2 separate regions of the Mus musculus genome follow, and region 2 is linked to region 1. Evidence: chromatin contacts called from public promoter capture Hi-C data. All regions are on one chromosome and are shown on one strand. Each heading gives the region's core, a stretch centred on a gene start, on an enhancer-like site or on the middle of the called end of the contact. The rest is flanking DNA. Distances are from core to core; before and after follow the strand shown.

The links. Promoter capture Hi-C pulls out the DNA fragments that hold promoters and counts their contacts.
Region 2: a promoter capture Hi-C map of liver shows a contact between it and region 1, with 2.9 times the contacts expected there. The contact joins the promoter of Ces2c here to the enhancer-like site in region 1. A contact is called at or near these places in 6 of 39 promoter capture datasets (cranial neural crest, embryonic stem cells, frontonasal cranial neural crest and 2 more), 1 of 484 Hi-C or Micro-C datasets (nephron progenitors), 1 of 115 datasets of contacts at active chromatin or transcription factors (intestinal villus epithelium) and 3 of 9 other capture datasets (adipose tissue, liver and macrophages).

Annotation. Positions count from the first base shown.
Region 1 is chr8:104,767,255-104,772,320 of GRCm38.p6, forward strand. It overlaps the pseudogene Gm6831. Among named protein-coding and RNA genes, the nearest start is that of 4932416K20Rik, 25 kb to the right of the region's middle. Within about 2 kb of position 3,322, at least 2 of the 459 cell types and tissues checked have an H3K27ac peak or open chromatin away from gene starts, as enhancers often do. A contact at or near this core is called in liver, where this site is marked.
Region 2 is chr8:104,843,438-104,848,355 of GRCm38.p6, forward strand. It overlaps Ces2c (carboxylesterase 2C), which reads left to right and starts at 3,631. Exons shown (of 12, transcript NM_145603.2): 1 at 3,631-3,771; 2 at 4,552-4,762. The coding sequence starts at 3,696. It also overlaps the pseudogene Gm33715 and the pseudogene Matr3-ps2.

The DNA of each region.
Region 1 (5,066 bases), core at 2,072-4,571:
GATGGCACTGTCATGAGTGCAAGTGAGGGCGTCCTGAGATGCTCATCCCCACTCAGAAAGCCAAGGGTGGCTGCATGGCTGCATTGAATTTGTGTCTATGTATCTACTCTTCAACAGCCTGTTCAGCTAACATTTATGAGGAATCCTCTCTATGACCCTAGTTACAAAGCCTATATTGTCTCTGTCTTGCTATGTTCCCTGAGTAAATGACCCAACTGAATATATGTGTGTGTGTATATATATATATAGTAAATCCCCACAAGACATATATGTATGAGTCCCAGTGGATGCCACCCTTCTCCACACCCTCCCCTGAGCCTGGGTTTCTTCATCTTTCCCTTACCTCATCTTCTCCCGACTTAAACTCCAAGTCTCAAACATTAAAAGTAAGCAGCTGCTTTAAGAAGTGTTGGCCACATTATGTGTAGATATCACATTTTTATACTCATCTTTGACCAAGTCCTGTATTTTTGCATATCTATAAGGGGCCATTAAAACCTTGATTAGCTGAAAGTCTTGTGTCTTAATAAGTTTAAGCTGCAGTGATGTTAAATCTTTTATTCTTTGTTTAGGGTGTTTTGTTTTGTTTTGTTTTGTTTTGTTTTTCGAGACAGGGTTTCTCTCTGTAGCCCTGGCTGTCCTGGAACTCACTCTGTAGACCAGGCTGGCCTCAAACTCAGAAATCTGCCTGCCTCTGCCTCCCAAGAGCTGGAATTAAAGGCATGTGCCACCGCTGCTCAGGGTGATGTTAAATTTTGACTGCTGGGCCGGGCGTGGTGGCACACACCTTGCCTTTTTGCCTCTGCTTCTTCCTGGTGTAAGCATCTACCTGGCTCTGCTGATGGTGCTACCATCTTTTGATGGCATCAGACTTTAGCTTCTTCAAGCCTTCCAATGTGTGTTGAAGACAAGAAACTCTCCAGGAATCTTCTAGGCCTTCAACACCAGATTGGAACTGCTAGGTATTGAACATCATGGACTAAGCAGCTACCAGAGTTCTAAGCCTCTCTAGGGTGCAGATGGTCACCATTCGAGAACCTAGTACTTATTATGTAAGCCAGCCACTTTAGTAAATCCCCCTATATAATATATGTATAGTCTATCACTTCTACTTCTCTAGGGGACTCTGCATGATACAGGTGTTGTAGCAAAATCACCCTAAGCTGTTAGCTTTGTGTTGAGGCATGTGGCTATGACCCAGCTACTTGGAAGGCAGAGACAGGAGGATTGCATGTGCTCAGGATTACAAGATTAACACATTTGAAACATAAGAATTACATATCAATAATTATATATGAACACATTTGTATGACTATACATAAGTTTTCAACTTATAAACAATAAAAATTTGTCCATAGCTTTGGAGACTTACAAGTCTAGGTTCAGGATGCTGGCAGATTTGCTGTGTTGTGAGGACTAGCGTTCTAGCCCAAAGATGTAACTTGTATCCTCACAGGATAGAAAGTATACACAATGTTGCCCATGTTTCTTGCGACACAATCACTCTCCTTCAGCTTCCATATTATTAATTTATATTCCTGCTTCATTATTGTCCTTAAACCTTTTCTGGGACCACTATTGAAAAACTTTCTCTTACACTTTATGCCATCATATAAAGGTGACAAATTGTGCTCAATATGCCTCTGTGTTCCCCTAAAGCATTTTCTCCTTGTCATTAGAAGTTTCTGTCCTACCTAGTCCCACAGCAGGAAGCCTTACCTGGTTACAGAACATGGCTACTTCATGCTCCACATCCTCTGTTACTAGGAGTCTTCCCCAGGGTTACGCTAGTGGATTCCAGGGAGTTTCTACTGCACTAGCTTTCCACATCACCCTCCCAAATGCCCCCAAATTGCAGTTATCTCTCCCAGTACTCCATCCTTCCCCCGAACCTGAGTCCTCTTGTTTCCATTCCCCCACACTCCCATCAAATCTGTTTATTTATCCTTCCCTGGGAGATCCATGTGTCTTCCCTTGAGACCTCCTTGTTACTTAGTTTCCCTGAGTCTGTGGATTGTAGTGTGATTATTCTTTACTTAACAGCTAATAGCCACTCATAAGTGAGTACATGTTTGTCTCTCTGGATCTGCGTTACCTCACTCAGGACGATTTTTTTTTCTAGTTCCATCCATTTGACTGCAAATTTCATGGTGTCATTTTTTTTTTTCTTCTAACAGCTAAGTAGTACTCCACTGTGTAAATGTACCAATTTTCTTTATCCATTCTACAGTTGAGGGGCATCTAGCTTGTTTCCAATTTCTGGGTATTATGAATAAAGCTGCTATGAACATAGTTGAACAAGTGTCATTATGGTATGATGGAACATCCTTTAGGTATATGCACAGGAGTTGTATAGCTGGGTTTTGAGGTAAATCAATTCCAAATGTTGTGAGAAACTGCCATATTGACCTACAGTTTTTCCTGCCTGCAACATATTCTGGGATAATGGTGGTGCAGAACACGTGGAATGGTCAACTAATGAGGTCATGGTCAACTAATGAGGTAATGGTCAACTTGAGGCCCATGTCATAAGAAGGAGCCCACATTCTACATTGCCTGGACGGCCAGAAACCAGAGGCTGGATAGCCTGAAGATCTAAGATAGAACCAAACACAACTTGCCAAAAAAAGTTTAATGAAATGATTCCTAATGACATTCTACTATGCTCACAGATCTATGCCTAATCCAGTTATCATCAGAGAGGCACCTGTCAGCCTCTGGTGGGAGCAGTTCCAGACACTCATAGCCAAATATTAGGCGGAGCTTGGGTACTCCATGAAGAGGGGGAGTGGCAGAATTGTAGGAGAGGTCAAGGACACCATAACACAGCCCACAGAATCATCTAAGTAGGGCTCATATTGGTTCAGAGACTGAAGCACCAGCAACCATGGAGCTTGCATAGGGCTGTGCTAGGTCCTCTGCGTAATGTTATGGTTGGGTAGCTTAGTGGTCTTCTGGGACTCCTAACAGTGGGAGTGGGATGCCTCTGATTCCCTTGCCTACTCTTGAGACCCTCTCCATCCTACAGGGTTGCCTTGGGACTGAGGATTTGTACCTGATCTTATTGTAACTTGTTAAGCCATGATCAGAAGATATCCCTGGGAGGCTAGCTCCTTTCTGGGGGGAAAGAGAGGAAGAAATGGATCTGGGTTGGAGCACAGGGATCCTGGTATTGAAGAAGGACTTCAGATGGGATGTTGTGCCTGTCCAAGAGGCCAGGGAAGGAGCAGAAACTGCAGAAGTGGCTTTGTCCTGACTGCTGGCTGTTGGCTTCCTGTGGCTATTACCTTATCAGTTCTTCTGCAATAAGAACTTTGCCCCATCCAACCAAATTTCCACACCTACCCCCCCACCAAAGGTACAACTTCTTGCTTGGGCCAGGCCGATCTGTTCTGTTTCCTGCTGTGAGACTCTCATGTGCAGCAGCACAGGTTTAGGCCTGAGATTCAACCACGCCATTGGCTAGACTTCTTGGTTGGCTGTGTGTTGTCGCCTGTGGGCTCCTGCTTCTCCTCCAGCATATGAATGATGAGACTATCTAAATTAGCACAGGGGACCAGGGTCAGAGCTGCCCCAGTTCTGAAGAATCAGAGGCTGAGAGTGGGAATGAAAGGAACCAGGGAGGGAGGAGGAACAGGTAGAGATGACGGACATCGGACTGCCTTGAGGTTCCAGCTCCCACTAATGACACAGAAACTATTTTTTTTCCATTTTTTTATTAGGTATTTAGCTCATTTACATTTCCAATGCTATACCAAAAGTCCCCCATACCCACCCACCCCCACTCCCCTGCCCACCCACTCCCCCTTTTTGGCCCTGGCGTTCCCCTGTACTGGGGCATATACAGTTTGCAAGTCCAATGGGCCTCTCTTTCCAGTGATGGCTGACTAGGCCATCTTTTGATACATATGCAGCTAGAGTCAAGAGCTCCGGGGTACTGGTTAGTTCATAATGTTGTTCCACCTATAGGGTTGCAGATCCCTTTAGCTCCTTGGGTACTTTCTCTAGCTCCTCCATTGGGAGCCCTGTGATCCATCCATTAGCTGACTGTGAGCATCCACTTCTGTGTTTGCTAGGCCCCGGCATAGTCTCACAAGAGACAGCTATATCTGGGTCCTTTCGATAAAATCTTGCTAGTGTATGCAATGGTGTCAGCGTTTGGATGTTGATTATGGGGTGGATCCCTGGATATGGCAGTCTCTACATGGTCCATCCTTTCATCTCAGCTCCAAACTTTGTCTCTGTAACTCCTTCCATGGGTGTTTTGTTCCCACTTCTAAGGAGGGGCATAGTGTCCACACTTCAGTCTTCATTTTTCTTGAGTTTCATGTGTTTAGGAAATTGTACCTTATATCTTGAGTATCCTAGGTTTTGGGCTAATATCCACTTATCAGTGAGTACATATTGTGTGAGTTCCTTTGTGATTGGGTTACCTCACTCAGGATGATGCCCTCCAGGTCCATCCATTTGGCTAGGAATTTCATAAATTCATACTTTTTAATAGCTGAGTAGTACTCCATTGTGTAGATGTACCACATTTTCTGTATCCATTCCTCTGTTGAGGGGCATCTGGGTTCTTTCCAGCTTCTGGCTATTATAAATAAGGTTGCTATGAACATAGTGGAGCATATGTCCTTCTTACCAGTTGGGGCATCTTCTGGATATATGCCCAGGAGAGGTATTGCTGGATCCTCCGGTAGTACTATGTCCAATTTTCTGAGGAACCGCCAGACTGATTTCCAGAGTGGTTGTACAAGCCTGCAATCCCACCAACAATGGAGGAGTGTTCCTCTTTCTCCACATCCACGCCAGCATCTGCTGTCACCTGAATTTTTGATCTTAGCCATTCTGACTGGTGTGAGGTGGAATCTCAGGGTTGTTTTGATTTGCATTTCCCTGATGATTAAGGATGTTGAACATTTTTTCAGGTGCTTCTCTGTCATTCGGTATTCCTCAGGTGAGAATTCTTTGTTCAGTTCTGAGCCCCATTTTTTAATGGGGTTATTTGATTTTCTGAAGTCCACCTTCTTGAGTTCTTTATATATGTTGGATATTAGTCCCCTATC
Region 2 (4,918 bases), core at 2,381-4,880, 76 kb after region 1:
GACCATCTAGAGACTGCCATATCCGGGGATCCATCCCATAATCAGCTTCCAAACGCTGACACCATTGTATACACTAGCAAGATTTTGCTGATAGGACCCAGATATGGCTGTCTCTTGTGAGACTAAGCCGGGGCCTAGCAAACACAGAAGTGGATGCTCACAGTCAGCTAATGGATGGATCACAGAGCCCCCAATGGAGGAGCTAGAGAAAGTACCCAAGGAGCTGAAGGGAACTGCAATCCTATAGGTGGAACAACAATATGAACTAACCAGTACCCCCTGGAGCTCGTGTCTCTAGCTGCATATGAATCAGAAGATGGCCTAGTCAGCCATCAGTGGAAAGAGAGGCCCATTGGTCATGCAAACTTTATATGCCTCAGTACAGGGGAATGCCAGGGCCAAGAAGTTGGAGTGAGTGGGTGGGGGAATGGGTGGGGGAGCGTGTGGGGGACTTTTGGGATAGCATTGGAAATGTAAATGAAATTAATACCCAATTAAAAAAAAGATTAAAATGTGGAACATTTCAGATGAAAAGTAATAAAAAATACAATTGGTTTTGTTCTTCATTGAATGGAATTGAAAGCTGACACTTCTTTGAAGCCTCAAATGACTAAATTTCATTTTTCTGAATGGTTCTATGTTATCTTTCTCTTAGTAGTGCACGTTGTTTTCCATGGCTTACTTACAACATTCAATCTCTAGGGAATACTTTTGTTTGTTGTCACTTGGATGAAACAAAAACTTTTTCATTAACTAACTTGTATGTGTACTTTTTGCTATAACACTTAAACACACAAATAGATATCTATTATTTTCCACTAAAGCAAAAGAGTATAGTCGTTTCTAACTATCAGTATTGTAATTTTTAAAAGGTTAACATTAAAATCAAAGAACCATTGTTTTCTTTGAAATAATTAAGCTTCTTGTACATCTTAATTTTCCTTCTTCTGCCTCTGTTCTTCTGCTTATTTATGCAGAAATTTCTTTAATTTCTGAATATGAGGAAGACTGCTGCAATGAGTGTTCTTTACAGCTTCTTCACTTGTATAAAAGAGTGAACACAGTTTACAGTGAAACCCTGCTTTTGGTGTCACACAGTCTATACCAGCAGGAACATGAGGCTGCTATGGTCCACTTCTATACTCATTGGGAGTTTTATGATCCTCCTTGTTCTCACCATTTTGACCATCCACATTTTCACGTGTGTCTTTGTTCGGCTCGTCAGCACTCTCAGTAGATTCAGCACCCAGTTCTGTATTTTCCTCATTTTATTCCCATTTTCCAATGCAGCTCCACTTTCTTGATCAAGTTCCTCGATCTTGTCCACCTTTTTAAGTTTTTTTCTTGGATGTTGCTGGAGCATTTGCATCTTTTATCATGGCTTTATCTGGAGGCTCTTTTTTTCCCATCAGAAGATACATCCCCTAAATTAGCAAGATCAGTCTCACTGAACTACCACTCTCTAGTAGTGCTGCGGTTTCTTCCTCATCGATAAGCAGCAGTTCATCTTCAGATTCAAGAAGCATACTGGGCTCCTGTTCTGTCTGGTCATCCTTGGAGTCCTTCTCACCATCCTCACCTGCCTTCTCTTCTTGTTCTCTACCCTCAGCTGGACTCTCAGTCTTCTGAGCACCATCAGGTATAGACTACTAATCACTTGGGGATTCTTTTCCATCTGGAGAATAGGACCTTTTCCAGGATTTATCTTTTTTTCAGTAAGTCAATGCCTCTGTTAGGAAACCACAGCACCAGCTTTTTATACTTCTCAGGTCAACTTTAACCCATCTTCCTTGAAACCAAACTGCGTTTTTTAGGCAGTGGTCAACCATTGCCATTGCATCTTCTCTGGTTTCCATCTCATTAAAAGCCCGACTTTTCATCTTCATCAATATACAATTCTTTATTTACACATAAGGCTCACTGAGCATCTTCTGTGGTTGCCATTAAAATAAATGCCTCATTAATTGTATTTAGAATCAGATGATTTGAAATGACTCCAAATGGTTCTACCAGTTGTAATAGCTAGTATTTCAAGCTTTTTCCTCGCTGAAAATCCATAACGTAAACGACTCAGCTGGCTTCCACTCTGCCTTTTTGCATGTGTCTTGGTCCCTTTAGGTTCCCATTAGCAGCACCCAGATTTCCTGCTGGTCCAACTGCTGGTCCTCTAAGATGAAATGAAGGATGTGGCAGTCCCAGAATTCCTGGTGCTGAGTTTGTAGAGTGACGCAGCATGAATGGATCACCCATTGTGTGTCCAGTATCACTGTCAGGATTCCATTCTGGGTAGATTTCAAGAAGAAGCTGGCATCGACAACTGTGACTTGCTCCACTGGTATATTGACTCCACTCCTTATTAGAATGAACTGGCATATCACATATAGAGCACAAATGGGGATAACCCTTCAGTAAGAGTCCGTGTAACTGTTTAATATTGCTACTTAGAAGAGTGCCCCTATTTTTCTCAATTTTACCTGTGTTTCTCTCCATAGTACCTCCATGGTATTCCCTATAAGTGCCAAGCTCTGATCCAGGAGCACGGTATAGTTCTAGTCAATCTTAGCACAACATCTGAGAAGCACATGAGGCACTCATCCACAAAGAGAGAAAACTGCTGTGTTGCTGAGATTGAGAAAGGTGTAAGGATGGTTCTTTTTTTTTTTATGTGACCTCGCATAACTATCATAAATTTTACAGTGAGTATAAGGGAATAGGACGTGGGTGGTCGAAGCTCCTTGTTGATTCAATGAAGAACTCATTCCTAGATTCATTAAACTAGCAAGGTTTGCAGTATGATGGTTCACCCTTCCAAGAGATGCTAGCATACTTAAAGACTGGGTAGCAGCAGTAAGAAGGCCTATTCCTGTTGCAGGCAGGTTACACCCATGACCCTGTAAATCCCCACTGAAAAATGACTGCTGAAATGACTTGGACATTGTAGAACTATGTCTTTTCTATTTTATAGATTAAAAAAAAATGTTTTAAAACAGGGCCAAAAAGAAAGCACAAGCTAGAAAGCAAGGTTAATTGCTACAAAAATGGTAATGGCAAGAAGAAAGATCAATAAGGACCATAGAATCTATTCAAGCTGAGAGCCAGCAGTTAGGGGAAGAGAGAGGGAAAGAAGGGACTGTGACCTTTAAAGCACCAGAGTATCCATGTGTCTTGTTAAAACAAGTGTGACTTAATAGGGAAACTGTCCATGCAGATCCTAAGATAATTGTAGGAACCAGGGACTCGGGAAGCAGGCTCAGTAAACTGAGTCTTCAAAGCACAGGAGTCTTGAAGCTGAGGTTACACTCAGAGCTTCTGCACTTGCCTGATTCTCCTGTGACATCTTGACTATGACCTTCTCACAGAAGCACTCTGGCTTCTCCTGTTACAGCTTTCTGGCCAGGTGAGGAGACAGGGTTCCTGGTATCCCAGACAAGTTCCAGAATTCATGCTGTGCCTTTCCAGGAGGCCAGAGAGAGAACAGAAGCAGCAGAGGGGACTTTCCCCTACCTCCTGGCCATTGGCTCCTATCACTTGTGACTAATTACTGTTCCTGCAATGAGAACTTTCACCCGTCACACAATGGCCCCACCTACACCCTTTTGGTTTAAATAGCTGCCTGTGCAAGGTTCACTCCTTATGCTTCCTGTTTGTGAAACTTGGTCATCTTAGCAGCACAGACTTAGGACTGAGAGCTGATCATGACACGGAACCAACTACATAACTGGCTGAATGCTGGGTTCTTCGGGCTGCTGCTTCTTCTTATCCATGTGCAGGGTGAGGCTAACTAACCTGTCAATGGGGAATGATTGGAGTCAGAGCTAAGCTTGTGGGAGAGAAGGAATAGGAGGGTCACTTATGTAAACCATAGATCAGCCATTTTCAACCTGTAGGTCATGACCATTGAAGAACCCATATATCCGACAGCATCAGAAACACTCAACCATAAAACCATTTCTATTGCTTCTTCCTTACTGTAATGTTGCTCTTGAGTGGCTTCTCAGTTCCTAAGATCATCAGGAATATGTGATTTCCAATGGTCATGGCCCAAAGGTTGAAGAATGGCATAATAGACAAAAGATGAGAAACATGTTCCCCGACAAAAGCACACATATTTTGTGGACCCACTAGCACTCAGAGGGTCAGAGACATCTCAGATCACCTCATACTGAGGAGAAAATTCAGTGTAAGGCCAGAAGGAGATAATTCTAGGGAAAGTAAAAAGACACTTTTCCCTACTTGGTGTATGATAATGACAATAACTACTACTGACCTTTGGATGAAAATAACAATTATCATAAACTCATGTGGCCAAATGGCTCTAAAAGTGTGATAACTTCTTTAGCTAGAGAAATGTTCTGACACACTTCAAAAATGGTAATAAAAAGGCCCCTAGCCTGAGGGATAAGGAACCTCCCACACTAACACAACACGGGTGAACTGGGGATAGGGTGGCTGGGTTCCCTTCTCCTGAACCCTGGTAACAATGAGATGGAAATTTCACAATCTGCTGGCAGCTGATTACAGAAAACTAACCCAGAGGCATCTCTCCACCAGGTCAGGACTCACCAGAGGCCAACCCCATCAGAAACACACATACAGGACAGATCCAAGGCAGCCTTATCCACGTGAAGGACACTAAAGCTGGTGTCCACACCTTCCTGGGAATCCCCTTTGCCAAACCTCCTGTAGGACCACTGCGATTTGCACCTCCTGAGGCCCCTGAACCATGGAGTGGTGTGAGAGATGGAACTGCACATCCGGCCATGTAAGTTTTGGACCCAGAGGGTTTCAGGCACTGGGGGAGAATGTACTCTGAGCTCTGTGCTATGCTGAAGTGTTTCCTCCACCTCAGTGACACAGCAGTTTTCTCTCTTTGTGGATGAGTGCCCCATGGGTTTTTCTGATGATGTGCTAATGTTGA